2 separate regions of the Mus musculus genome follow, and region 1 is linked to region 2. A link is a contact called in public Hi-C data. All regions are on one chromosome and are shown on one strand. The core of a region is the stretch at or near the end of the contact, and the rest is flanking DNA. Distances in the headings are between cores, read along the strand shown. Region 1 overlaps Gm31641 (predicted gene, 31641). Region 2 overlaps Kcnj6 (potassium inwardly-rectifying channel, subfamily J, member 6).

Region 1 (6,942 bases), core at 2,554-5,053, 390 kb before region 2:
TTTATTTATTTAGGGCATGGGGAGGGGAGTTGAGGGTGTAGTAGAGACAGAGAAAGGCAGTGTTGGAGAGGGAGAGAGAGATGGACCAGGGCCATGAACATATGGAGAGGGAAGGGAGGGGAATTGGGAGAAGGGACAGAGAGGGGAGAGAGGAAGGAAATAAGAAGAGCAAGAGAAGAGAGTGAGGAGGGGGTCAAGCGGCCCCTTTTATAGTGAGTCATGCCTACCTGGCTGTTGCCAGATAACTGTGAGGTGGAACCTAGAAGGAAAGCCAACAGCTAGTCTTCCCTTGTTCCTCATGGCAGTCATGTCAGGGAACTGTTGTGTACATGCCTATCATTACTAAGAGAAGCAAGTGAGGCCTTCAGTTTTGAGGAGCTTGTCTAAGATCCTAAATAGAAGGTGACGCGCATGCGTGCTTAAGAAACGGTCTGGTCCTTGTCTATTTCAGCTTCTTCCTGACTCTTCTGCTAACCCTTCCATCCCTACTGATACACAGGCAAGTTTTAGATTTATTATGATTCAGGTACCTTAGGGTAATAGACAGATGGCTCCCACTGAAGAGGAGCGGACACACCACCATGCCATGGGAAGAACATGGAGAAGCGTAAGGGCCATTCAGGAGGCGGGAGGAGGGATGAGAGCTGGGGCTGGAAGCTTACTATGGTTTTGGGGAAGGAATGAGCGAGGAACTCTGAGTGGACCAGGCAGGTGTGCGGCACTGGCTGGGGATGCCTGCAGTGGGCTGTGGAGTGCATGGGTGTCTCAGATCCTCTGGTTCCTGGTTCCGAATCAGCTGGAGAACATTCATCTCGCCTCCTGCAGTGAAGGGGTCAGGTGGAGGAGGTGATTTTCTGACCTCTGACTCCTTTGCTCCATGGCAGGCTTCAGTATCTTTATTATTATTATCATTATCATTATTATTATTATTATTATTATTATTATTATTATTATTTTCTTTATTTACATTTTAAATGTTATCCCCTTTCCCGGTTTCCCTTCCTCCGGGAAACACCCTATCACATCCTCCCTCCCCCTATGAAGGTGTTCCTCCACCCACCCACCGACTCCCATCTCCCTGCCCTCGATTCCCCTACACTGGGGCATCTATCAAGCCTTCACAGGACCAAGTACTTACAGGAGAGAAAGGGGGATACAAAGGAGTACAGGAGAGAAGACTTTGATCAGAGCATGTATGTGTATTATTAAATTATCAAAGATTAAAATTTGAAAGCGTATTTAAAATGGCTCTTGTGTCCCTCCCTTTGCCTGTCAACCGATTGAAACAATGAACCTCAAGGAACTGATTTTCCTCAGGAGGCTCTCGCCAGGGAAAGGAAAAGCAGAGCCTTTGGTGGCAGATGGGAAGAAGTTGACTCCCAAGAGAGATGTCGTACAGCTCTGAAACTTCTCAGCCTGTCTTGCTGAACAGAACCACTCCTTGACCAGGACAGCTTAGTTATGAATACCTCTTGCCCACTGTTTTAACCTGGACATTTCCAGACCCTGTCCAGGGTCGCTGGACCTCTTTGCTGCTGCTCCCACTGTAGCTATGTTGAGTAAGTCTCCTGTGTCTGCTTCTTTCTTTAGTGAGGCTATGGAGGATCAGTGGCCAAGTCTAGCTTCTTAGAGACACCCAGACTTGAGTTCTGCTCCTAACAATAGTAGCATCGCCGTGGCTATGCATCAGGATCTGGGCGCTATGGCATCCTAACACTATGGTGTCTGCTCGGTCCTGTCAGAATACACCAACCTAGAAGAACAGCATACGGTCTTATGTGAGGCTCTGTGCATGTTTCCAAGTTCACAAAGAATTAGCAGAATTGACCGCCTCATGATTGTAGGACTGAAGTCACCATGCCAGTCACAGTCATACTAGCTACAAGGCTACTGAGATAGAGAGCTCAACCAATGGCTGCTTTCTTCTTCGAGGCCAGCAGATCATGCCTCTTTCTGATGTCCATCTCAGATTTCAAGACCAGAGGAGTACACATGACTAACTCAAGCCCACTATCTTAAGGTTTCATTGCTGTGAAGACACCACAACCAAGGTGACTCTTATAAGGACAACATTTAATTGGGGCTGGCTTACAGGTTTAGAGGTTCAGTCCATTATCATCAAGGATGGAATATGGCAGCATCCAGGCAGGCATGATGCAGGAGGAGCTGAGAGTTCTACATCTTCATCTGAAGGCTGCTAGAAGACTGACTGCCTCCCATGTGGTTAGGAGGAGGGTCTTATTGCCCATCCCTACAGTGGCACACCTCCTCCAACAAGGCCACACTTACTCCAACAAGGCCACATCTACTCCAACAAGGCCCCACCTCCTAATAGTGCTATTCCCTGGGCCAAGTATATTCAAACCACCACACCCACTAAGAGTGATCCCCCTTCACATGAACTAAGGACCTTAGTCTATCTACATAAATCCCTGTGCCATATAGAACACTGTCACAGGAGTCATACCTATTCTGCCCACAGCTTTTATCTCCACTCAAGGAGAAGGAATAATTCAGGATCACGGTCAGGTTGGAACTTTGCCCATCCCAGATGACAATTATACCTCTCTGGACAACGCCTAGAACAAGCTGTCTGCAATGCTTTCTCTTTCCCATCTGGAAAATTTTCTGAGTTTGAAATGGATCTGGTTGTTGAAAGAAAGGGTCCGTTAACACATGGTTTCCCAGCACAATGATGGACACTCCCTCTGGGACTAAACTAATTCTTGACTCATCCTTGGATCTACTCTACTCTTGACTCATCCCTAGATCTAATCTAAAGACCACCAATGGCACAGACATTCCAGAGGGCTGGTGAGGGTACTGGTGTGGCTAAGCATCAGTCACTACCTTAGGGTTCTTGTCCTAGGGAAGTGAGGTGCTGAAGATGCCCAGAATGATAATAGAACAGACTGGGTTACACACACGATAGGCAGCATGAAGGGAACATGTCTGCGCAGAATGCCTCTTCTCTCAGTCCCTTCATGGCTCCAGTCATGCACTCCCGAGTCTTATGCACTATCCAGCTTCCTGTCTTCAATGCTTCAGTAACTGGATGCTAGCATATGTTAAAGATGACAGGAATGGAAGCGTGGGGGAGGGAAGTCATTCCAGTTTCTATCTACATTTGTTGGGCAGAAGATTTAAAATTTTTATTTTTCTCAGCTGTCCTTTTATCACCTAGGGCCTTGTTGTTAACTAGCACATTTTTTCTTTTAGGCTATTTGTGGTAGATCCTTGAAAGGACCCAGGATGAGGTATGTGCAGCTCCCCAAGAGATAGATATTCCTGAAGATCCCTTTACAAACGACTTTGTCCCCCTCACTCCAACTTGGAGCCAATGTGAGGTGTCATTTCATGGCTGATCCTAAAATGTCTGGGAATTTTAGGTGAATAGTAGGTTTAGTCCAGAGGTTTTTGGTCTAAACAGATCTTTATCAGTTCTGGAGTTATTATAATAAGTCAGCAGTTCTCAGCAGAAGGGTTCTTTTGATCTTTGGGTCTGTAGAGTGCTGACTTCTTTTTTTTTTTTTTTTTTGTCACAACAAGAGGTCACTGCTGGCATCTAGTGGTGGAGGCCTGGGATGTTTCTGTCATGGCATGGCACTCCAGATGGCCTCCAGAACTGAGTATCCAATGTCAAACACCAACAGAGTTTAGTTTGAGAAACCTTGAATTGAACCAGCCCAGGCTATGTGACCTTCATCAAGGCAAAGCTGTTCTCTCTGAACTGGGATACCCTCCCACCTCTCTGTGCCCCTCACCAAATCAGGACAAGCAATTCCAGCTGACCTTGGAGGCCTGCCTGCCTTGGGCATAAATTCACCAGGCTGGGTTGGAGGCCTAGGGACATATTGCTGCCTTGATCTCTTGCCATGCTGAGTCCTAGGCGTTCCAAGTATTTACCATCCTCTGCAAGACTGAATTCTCACTCACAGAGGTGAGCCAGGGGCATCACAGGGTGCCAGTGCTGTGTGTGTTCAGTGAATGATTTGACGGAGAGGGAGAGGGAGAGGGAGAGGGAGAGGAGGGAGAGGGAGAGGGAGAGGGAGAGGGAGAGGGAGAAGGCAACTTGGTTAGATTTCTGCTGATCTTTCCAATTTAAGGTAGAAACCCAAAGCTTGACCCTAATGTGCCTTGGTCAGATACAGTACAATCTTCTGCCTTTCTATTGGACATTTCTGGATCAAAGAAATAAATGGTGGGGGAGGGTGGCAAAGCATTTTACTTTTCCTTAGAAAGAAAAGGAAGTTGTAGATTGTGAAACCCATTGATTTATAGTGTTTCTCTTCCCTCCTATCTCTGGGTAGAGAAATGGAACTTACTTTTCTTGCCCTGTGACTTTAGGTGTGGTTCCGTGGCTTTAGGCTAAACTCAACTACGTGAAATGATTTATCTGCAGTGTGTCCTTGAGTGTATGACTTAGCTTTTGCCTCAGTTTCCTTATCTGTCAAGTGGAGATTACAGTCCTGCCTACAGACTGGGTTACTGTGATAATCAAATGGGTAAATATTTACCAGGTGCACAGAGTAGCGCCTGACCTTCTGGTAAAATTATCTAAGTGTCTGAATGTGTTCCGAGCCTCTCCCTACCTGTATAACTCAGTGCACCAAGGACGTGTTTTTGCTGCGATATTAACCTATTGAAAACCGACTTGGAGCCCAAAGGCTACCCTTCAGCCAGTACCTGATTCAGAAGCAGCATGCTTGTGTTTCCTGGACTTGATTTCCTAATCAGGACATGCTTTTCATTAGTCTATTTTCATCAATAAGGGTGAAACAGAGAGGTCTTTCCAGAAATTCTATTCGCTGGTCTGTGGCCTTTCTCATTGGGCCATTTGCTACCCCAACTCCATGGTGTATCAGCTTCTTTCCTGATAGGTTTCTCCTCCTTTCTTGGGTGTAGAGAAAGTCTAGTTTGGGCTTGGGATTGCTGGTGATAGTCCGAGAAGGAAGACGAAGAGAGGAAAATCTAACAACTTCATTGAGTCCTAGGAGACAGGGACCTGGGGTGAGGGTGGTAGGGAGGTCCAGTAACTAGTCAGACTGGAAAGATCCAAACACTTCCTTCATTTGCAAATCCATCAAAGCCTGGATTGCACAGAAAGGAGAATCTGTGGGCCACTGCCATGGCCCTGCTCTTCCTGGTGAGAAGAAACACGGCGACCTCAGGCGACCCTAGGAAGAGAGGCTGACCTCCTTCCCTTCCCCGCTGGGTTTGTTCTGCAACTGAGGTGACGATTTCCTCTTCTCAACTCCCAGAACTAGGGCCAAAACAAGCTGTTCTGAAAATGCCAGGGCTCACTCTCTCCTCTAGTTGGTTTTGGTCCCATGGTCCCTGCCGGTGGGAGGAGACTGGAGCTTGTCACTCAAGAGAAAGATGTGTCTAGCTTCCACCTGCTGTCCTAGAGTAGTTTTTAGCAATGTTCTTTTACCAGCACCACTACCACCACCACCACCCCGACCCCACTCCTCGCCCCCTGCCCTGCCCCCAGAGTGCCCTAGTCAGAGCAAAAATGTTACTTCCATCTGATGCCTCAGCAGCACCTCTCAAATTCTGCAGTTGGGGAAGCGTCTGTGGCTTCCTGGTCAGCATGGATGTCCACATGGGCTAGAAGTGAGAGTGGGTGGGCTAGTTGACAGAATGAGGGCATGATGACCTATGCCCTCACCTCCTTTTTCCTGAACAGTACTAGCATAGGGTGCAGCTAGGGCAGGACGTGGATGGCAGGATCGCTGGGTAATTCTGGAGCAGGCATCTCAGGGCATGAGGGACATTGTACAGGCATTGTGAGGTGGAGGACAGTATACAGATACTTCACAGAGAGAGAACAGACAGAGATGGGGGCCATCCTGGGCTTGAGGCCACAGTGCAGACCATGGAAAGTCAGTGTTTGTGACCTTCACCTTCTGTGGGATGGCAATTAGGATGGCCTGCCGTGGTGTTTGGGGGAAGACAATGTGCACATTTTGACTTGTTTGCTCCACTGTGTGGCACCCAGGTATTGTCATTGCATGGCAGCTGGTATGAATTCCACTGTGCCATCCATCAATGGCCTGACACCACAGGAGCCATTGCACAGCTGGTTCCATAGCTAAACCTGGACCCTAACCCTGTGGGATCCTCCAGTATGCACCAGGGACCTTTCCAGGGCCCAGCATCCTGAGGCTCCTGCATAGTGTTTTTACTGAAAAAATGCTTGAAGCAGCCTCTAGGCAAATGGCCACCGGACAGCGAACATGAGGCAAAACCCCCTGCCATGTGTCCGCTTAGAACTGCTGTACTTAAGGGACCAGTGAGGCTTTAGGCAGCAAAGAGTTTCAACCATCTGCTGCCTTGGAGATTTGCATTTAGAAACACCTGTGTGAAGAATGGAGGCACAGTCAGAAAGGACAAGTGTGTGAGGAGAAGCCAACAAACTAGGAGGGTTGGTTCCCACAGGGAGGGAGGCGAGAGTCAAGCAAGCATCCAGACCTCGAAGGAAGGCTTGAATATTGGAATCAAATGGCTTTTTCCTGGAGGCTTAGATATAATATCATTCTGTCTTCAAATGTGAATCATTAATGGGTGGGCCCAGTCTCCCTCTATGAGGACAGGAATCTCATCCACTCAGCCACTATGCTGTCTCCTCTCTGAGGGGAGGCTGCCATATTGAAGGTGGTGAGTACCCAGAAATGGCCACCTGAGCTCTGGGTGCTCCTAAAAGCTGGCACCTCCCTGGCTAGTGTGTGCACTCTAGCAGAGCAGCTAGCTACTGGTGAGTAAATTCAATTGACCAGTACCTCAGGGAGAATGTCATGGAGGGACTGTCTACTTGCCTTGATGTAATGAGGCTGGGAATCTCAAGCAGCCAAGTAGCTCTGGGAGGGCCCAGTTAAGAACTACATGGCAGGGAACTGTCTGGATGTTGTGGAATCAGAGTGTATACATCAACTTCAGGAC
Region 2 (6,808 bases), core at 2,950-5,449:
GGCCTTTTCTTCCAGGTCTAGCCAGGTCTAATGTTATCGCCCTGGGTGATTGTATCAGCAGATACTCTGGCCAGCCTGACCCAGTGTGGCCTCTGTAATGCCACGTACAACCCACAATGCAACCAAGAAGCCAGTTGACAAACCACAGGGAAGGAAAAATAAAAACCCAATGTTAAAAAAGAACAATCAATTGTAGGAAAAATCAATGGTAAGTCTGGACTCCTTGCCAGAAAGCACAATGGTGAGGCCATCAATTTAGGCCAGGCTAGTTCAGCTTGTCTGAGGTTTCTACTTCACTGTGGAACACCAGCCAGAGCCCTCTGTGGGAGGAGAAGGATGGTGGTGATGTTGATGGTGGTGATAATGGTGGTGGTGATAACGGTGGTGGTGATTCCCCAGTTACAATGTCATCCTTAGACGATTTTAATTACATACCCATTAGTTAGATACCTCTCCTTTTACAATTTCTCAAATATTTTTATGTAACATACTTATAACAGGGGGTTTGTGGATAATGACAGACAGAATAACCCACAAAACACTGAGGAGAGCGGATCACAAAAACTGATTCTAAAATAGTCCAATGTTACGTTGCCCGAAATTAAGTAGAGTTCTACAACTCAGAAGGCTACCGTGATAATAAAGGTTGTATTTGCTTATGATACTTGGCTCTTAGGCTAGGAAGAGCAGGAGGCCACAATCACTGGCCCACTACAGATGTGGCAGGATCATAAGTGAGGTCACCAAGTCCAGCCCAAACATGGTAGAGCATGGTACATCCCAGCAGCACCCCAGTCTCTACGTCATCAGACATCTGGCACAGATGCACTCCAGCTCCCACCATGACTGGGCATATCTGTTCCCAATGTGGAAGAGACTCACTGCGGATACTCTATGTCTCCAGTTGTCAAAGCAAAGCATTTGTCACTGTCACTTAAGCAGATAGAGTGCTGTGGCATCAGGTAGGATGAACACAATCTAGCAAATGTTAGACCAAGTTAGACCAAGGTTAGACCAGGTTAGACCAAGCTCAATGGGACATCTCATCAACAGTGGCCACCTGAAACCCAGGCCAAGGGGACAGGGAGGGTACCAGAGTTTCCTGTCACATGTCTCATCCTAGGGTCTCTTCCTAGGAAGAAGTGAGTCCACAGACGGGTCTGAGGACGTGTTTACATGTCTCATCTGCTCACCTTGCCACCCACCAAACTCATGATTTTCACCTCTTTTCTCCCATTATCCTTCAGCACAGTCTCCCTTAGATGACAACCTGGTCCTATGCTTAGTTGGGAAGAAGTCAGAATGGGTAGAACACATCTCCATGAAGTTTTATGGTCCTCCCCTGTTGGGTCTCAGCCACTTTCAGGTCTCATCTCCTCTAAAGTCAAGGGCTAGCACTGACACCTACTCTCTGATACCCAAGACTCCTTTACCCACCTCTCCCTTTTCTCTCTTGCAATTCCCTCCTCTCTAGTCTTTCCGTTAACATCAGACTACATTTGTGCTGGGCAGTGGTGGCGCATGCCTTTAATCTCAGCACTTGGGAGGCAGAGGTAGGTGGATTTCTGAGTTCAAGGCAAGCCTGGTCTACAGAGTGAGTTCCAGGGCAGCCAGGGCTACACAGAGAAACCCTATCAAAAAAAATTTTTTGTAATGTCTACCTTCCTAAGAATATTCACTCTTAGAATGTTGTACACACCTGTGATGCTGGCATTCTGGACAGGAAGCTTATCTTGAGTTCAAGGCCAGCCTGGTCTACACAATAAGTTGCACACCAGCCTAGAGCTACATGAGGAGCCCTATCCCTGCTTCCAAGAATAGCCTGTGCTTCTGCTGGGTGCGTGTCCAGCTCCCCTCTAGTTCTCAGCTCTCCTCCCACATGACCTGAGAAGGACTTCCTGTTGCTCGTATTGCCCTGATAGCTGCCTCTCTGTAACACTCTTCCCTGACGTTCATGGCTCCCTGACACCTGCTCTACTTCCTCGGTCCTCTGCAATCCACGCCCTCTCAGAGCCTGCTCCACCCAGAGCTCTTCGCTTCCTCTCCCTTACCTCCAGGCAGATCCTGGGATTTCATTGCTAACTTCTGTGATATTGGATTTCCTCCTTAGACCTTAGCACCTCTCCCAGCTTCTCTGATCAGAGATCCAACTGTGTTGCGCACTTGACTCCCTGGCTCAGGGGCCCAGCAAGCTCACACAACCTATGCACTCAATGCGGAGGTGAGCTCAGCTCTTCAGCCTTCTACTCCTCTCTCCATCCTCCCCGAGAGCATCAGTGACATCATCAACACAGTGACATGGGCCAAAAAGGCAGCAAACTCCTGCTACATGTGAACATTGTGCCTCTCCCTGCATGGTGAACACATCCACTTCCACCCCCACAGCTGATGCCCCAGATCAAGTTGTCAGGGTGAGGAGCCTGGGTCCTCTGTGAGTGGCCACTTACAGAAGCCACCGCCCTCCTAACAAAATTCTAATAGGAATCAATCACCTCCCCTGCTTGAAAGTCACCAGCAGGCTGGGTGAGGAGGCACACGCAGTTAATCCCAGCACTCCTGAAAGCAGGCCAGTGGACTTCTATGCGTCTGAGATCATCCTGATCTACATAGCAGGTTTCAGGCCAGTCAGGACTATATCGTGAGACCTTATCTCAGAAGTAAATAAGTCAGGACTGGAGAGAGGGCTCAGTGGTTAAGAGCACTGACTGCTCTTCCAGAGGTCCTGAGTCTGATACCCAGCAACCACATGGTGGCTCACAACCATCTGTAATGGGATCTGATGCCCTCTTCTGGTGTGTCTGAAGACAGCGACTGTGTACTCACATACATAAAATAAATAAATAAACCTTTGAAAAATTTTTCATTAGAAGTTTTCAAAGCTTCCAGAGAGTCCCACTGCCTCAGGAAAATCTAGATGACTCATGAGTTCCTCCAGAGTCCTTGTAGCCAGCCCCTGCCTGCACCGTGTGCCTGCCCCGTCTCCATCCTCTTGCTCACCTGACTCATGCTAAGCTATATGAGTTTTTTGATTCATTCTCAGGGAAGCCTCCTCAGAAACCATCTGCAGGGCCACTTCCTGCACACTGACCACGGCCAGCCTGCGTGCCCACGGCTGCTGGCAAACTTTCCTCGTTCATCTGATTAGCAGCCGGGCTGCAAACTCTGCAAGAAAGGTATCTTGCCTCACTCGGTGCTCTGATCCCAGAGCCCAGGGCCAAGTAAATTATGAGCAAATGAAATATCCTGTATGGTCACAAACCAGTTTGGCTCCTTAAGCACACAGGAGGAGAAAAAAAAAGTTTAGAGTCTTTTAAAGTTGCCAAGTCAGTGAAGACAACAGTCATGGTCGGCCCAAAGCGCCTGTCTTCTGAGAATTGCTCCAGAGAACCAGAGGGTTCAGGTGGCTCCCGCTGAGCTGCAGACTAGACACCCATTCTCAGTCTCCCTCTCCATCAGGGTGGCTTTTAGTCCCATTACTACCCCAGCCCTAAGTTCCCCACTCCCCAGATATTCTACACCCCAGTGAAGGAACCTCTGGTCTCTCAGCTTCCTGGGCTGCAGATCTGGCAGCCATCCCTCCCTCTGTTCTTCACTTGCTTAATTCTTTGGGGACCAACAACTCCTCAAGCCCTGAGCTGCAGCTCACTCATGGGGCTTCTTGATGCGAAGAAGGAGGCAGGCTTTCTCTGGACTCTCCACTGCCACCTTCTGGAAAGTTCGTGTTATAACAACATAAATCTACACCTCTCAGATACCGGGTGTACAGTAAACAACCCACACATGGTGGCCCTGGTTGAGCTTGTCCGTGCGACCCCATACTTGTCTCTCATACCCAGCCACCCTCACCTCTCCAATATTTGGGGTTCACATCTTCCGAAGATAGTCTCACAGATGTTAGCTCCTTATTTGGGGTGTCCCCCTCCACACCACACAAAACAAACTTTGAAACAAATCCACTTCTTTATCCTCTAACCCCACATCCCTAGCCACTTCAGTGGAGATAAAAGGAAAAACAATCACTCTTGCATGTCATAGTGTGTGACCTGTCTAACACCTTGTCCTCCACTCTGCTCCACACACAAGCCACGAGCCCTGAGTTCACTGTGGCCCGGCTCACATCCACCCTCATACCTACTGTGGCACTAGGTCTGCCTGAGCTGTCGCCTCTATGCCTTTGTGTTAACTGTGAGCCCCCAGTGAGCCTTATGAAGGGCTTGGCAGACTCAGAAGCCCTTCCTGTGCCTCTGATGCTTTCCCATAGAGGTGACAGACCACACGTGGGTGGCGCCATCTGACTACCAAGATAAAAGCTGCCTTTTGTCTTCTATTTTCAGCAAGGACTACAATCTGGCCTATGATCAGTGCTCAATAAAAGAGATAGAATCAGTAATTTCTTATAAACAAGGTCCGACCTCTCTGAGTGTGTCTCAGACCTGTGATATCTCCTTTTCACTGGCCATATGCACCAGAAGCCAGGCAGCACCTAGCCTTCTTCTAGAGCTTAATGTGCCATGGTGCTCACATTAGTTGTTCTTGTGGTTTAAATATGGTCCCGATAGACTCACGGGTTGAATACTTGGTGCCTATAGCTTGTGGTTTAAATATGGCCCTGATAGGCTCGTGGGTTGAATACTTGGTGTCTATAGCTTGTGGTAGTGCTGTTTGAGAGTCTGTGGATCTTTCAGGTGGTGGGACTTAGCCAAAGAAATGAGTCACTGGGGACAACCTTGAGATTTTTCAATCTGGCCCTGTTTCCAGTCAAAGCTCTTTGCTTCCTTGATCTGCTCAGATGGGAGGTGTCTCGGCCACATGATTCTGCTGCCACAATCTTAGCCATGCTTTTCTGTCCAAGACGGACTGCTCCCGCTCAGACCATGATCCAGAATAAAACCTCCCTCTCTTAAGTTGCTGCTGCCAGGCATTCCCGCAGCAACGATAAAGGCCTGCGATGCTTTGCTGCTCGAAATTCTGCCGAGTCCTTTCCCTACTCAGGAATCAAGACATGTTCACAAGCTCCATCTGACATGAACAGATTGTCTGAAGCAGAAATCCAAAAGGTGAGCTTGTCCCTAGCACTCAGTCTCAGAATTCCATGCAAGGTCTCACAGAATGGAGCGACATGTTACTGTTTGAAAATGGACTCATTGTCCACTGAAGGCTGGTGAGGTCAGGAGGCCAGGCTGCGGGAGCAGTGGCCCTTAGAGATCCATTCCTTCTACTCCCATGCACTAAGAGGCTTTTGATGTCATCTAAATTTACTACCAAGTCCTAACAAGTGAGCTTCTCGGGAGACAAGGTGTGGGCAGGAGGTCTACACATAAGTTTCTACCCTGAAATCAAAGGCCATCTGCACTCATCCCTCCCACTGCAGCGATGACAGTAAAGACAGAAAGGCCAGATCATATAGACAAGCCTCCATCATCATCTAAGAATTTTACTTTTACCTAATAGAGGAAAGTTGTATTTATTGTCTATAATATGACATTTTTAAACATACACATATGATATGCTAGCATAACAAACCTTTATTTTGTTTTCTGATTCCCTTCCTAACTCTGTGCTTTTATTTCTGGGTTTTATACACATACATGAGGAATTTTAGCTTACCCCCGTTACATTTTCTTACCCCCGTTACATCTTCTGTTTCCTGTTTCCCACCTGTCGAAACTCTTTTCCCACCAAGTCCCTCTCCTACTTCCTATGTCTTGCTTCTTGTGTGTCCTGCCATGTTTAACTAGGGCACCTGCATGGGCATGGAGGGAGTTATTCACAAAAGCACAGACAACTTATCAATGGCTAAGCCACTGAAGAAAGTGACATGGCCATGAATTTAAAGTCTTTTTGCTGATAATACAGGTGTGCACTGCCAAGGACCAGCCTCGGCTTGGAGAGAGGCTCCTAAGAGAAGGGGAGTTTGAAAGCATCAGGGGTGGAGGGACAACTCAAAGTCAAATCGTTAGGTACAAGCTGACAGCCTGTGTTCTGCTCTAGGTAGCTTTCCAGGCAGCTCTCTGCTCGAGACAGCTCTCTCTTGCTTGAAAAGAATTCTAAAAACTCTCTGGATAGCTCATCTCTTGTCGATCAAAAGCCCTGTCTTTTATTTACATCAATTCGATCATTTTCCCAGGTCCCCCAAATTAGCATCCCACGACCCCAGCCCCCTGATTCTTAGAAAGACAGCAAGTACATTTTTAACATTGCCAATGAGTTCAGTGATCTACCTGCCTTTGTAGGCACAAACAATAAATTTAGCTGGGTTGGATCCCATCCTGAGATGACCATTCCAACCACGCCTGGACCTAAATTCATTCTGTCCCAGGCTAACCTTGAACTCGGGAATCTGCCTGCCTTTGTATCTTTCTGACAAGCTGTCTCACGGTGCCACGGAGTCTGTTCTTTACGGTCTGTGAAGCCCCTCATATAATTCATATTGTGTCCTTATATTTTACATAGTTGAGAAATTATATATTTTTGAACTCATGTTTTCAGAGTTCTTTCCCACAGCCTTAAAGGCTGCCCTGAAGGTCACATCATTCTACCATTTTGCTGAGACATTAGATACAGCCTCAATTCCTAGATTTGTGCTGTCTCTGATTATCATGGAGCCATTAACCTTGACAGAGTGGACATTCCCCAATGACCCTGACAGGGAGAATATTTCCCGAAGGAAGGACATGAAGTAAAAACAAGTCTCATGCCCAGCAATACACACACAGGCTTCAAGCCTAGCAACCATCAGCACTCATGGAAGCCCACACCCTGCTGTCTCTGTTCCAGGGAAGGGAAATCATGTCACACCGTCCCTTCT

The links. Hi-C and Micro-C count contacts between places; a contact is called where the count stands out from the background.
Region 1: a contact with region 2 is called in a Hi-C map of cerebellar granule neurons, with 2.3 times the contacts expected there. The contact joins two enhancer-like sites. A contact is called at or near these places in 20 of 484 Hi-C or Micro-C datasets (B cells, CD4 T cells, CD8 T cells and 15 more).

What each region holds. Positions count from the first base shown.
Region 1 is chr16:95,205,997-95,212,938 of GRCm38.p6, reverse strand. All of the region lies in intron 3 of Gm31641 (predicted gene, 31641), which reads left to right. Among named protein-coding and RNA genes, the nearest start is that of Gm31754, 31 kb to the left of the region's middle. Within about 2 kb of position 3,803, at least 14 of the 459 cell types and tissues checked have an H3K27ac peak or open chromatin away from gene starts, as enhancers often do. A contact at or near this core is called in cerebellar granule neurons, where this site is marked.
Region 2 is chr16:94,813,497-94,820,304 of GRCm38.p6, reverse strand. The region is part of intron 3 of Kcnj6 (potassium inwardly-rectifying channel, subfamily J, member 6); the gene reads left to right. Among named protein-coding and RNA genes, the nearest start is that of Gm41507, 92 kb to the right of the region's middle. Within about 2 kb of position 4,199, at least 19 of the 459 cell types and tissues checked have an H3K27ac peak or open chromatin away from gene starts, as enhancers often do. A contact at or near this core is called in cerebellar granule neurons, where this site is marked.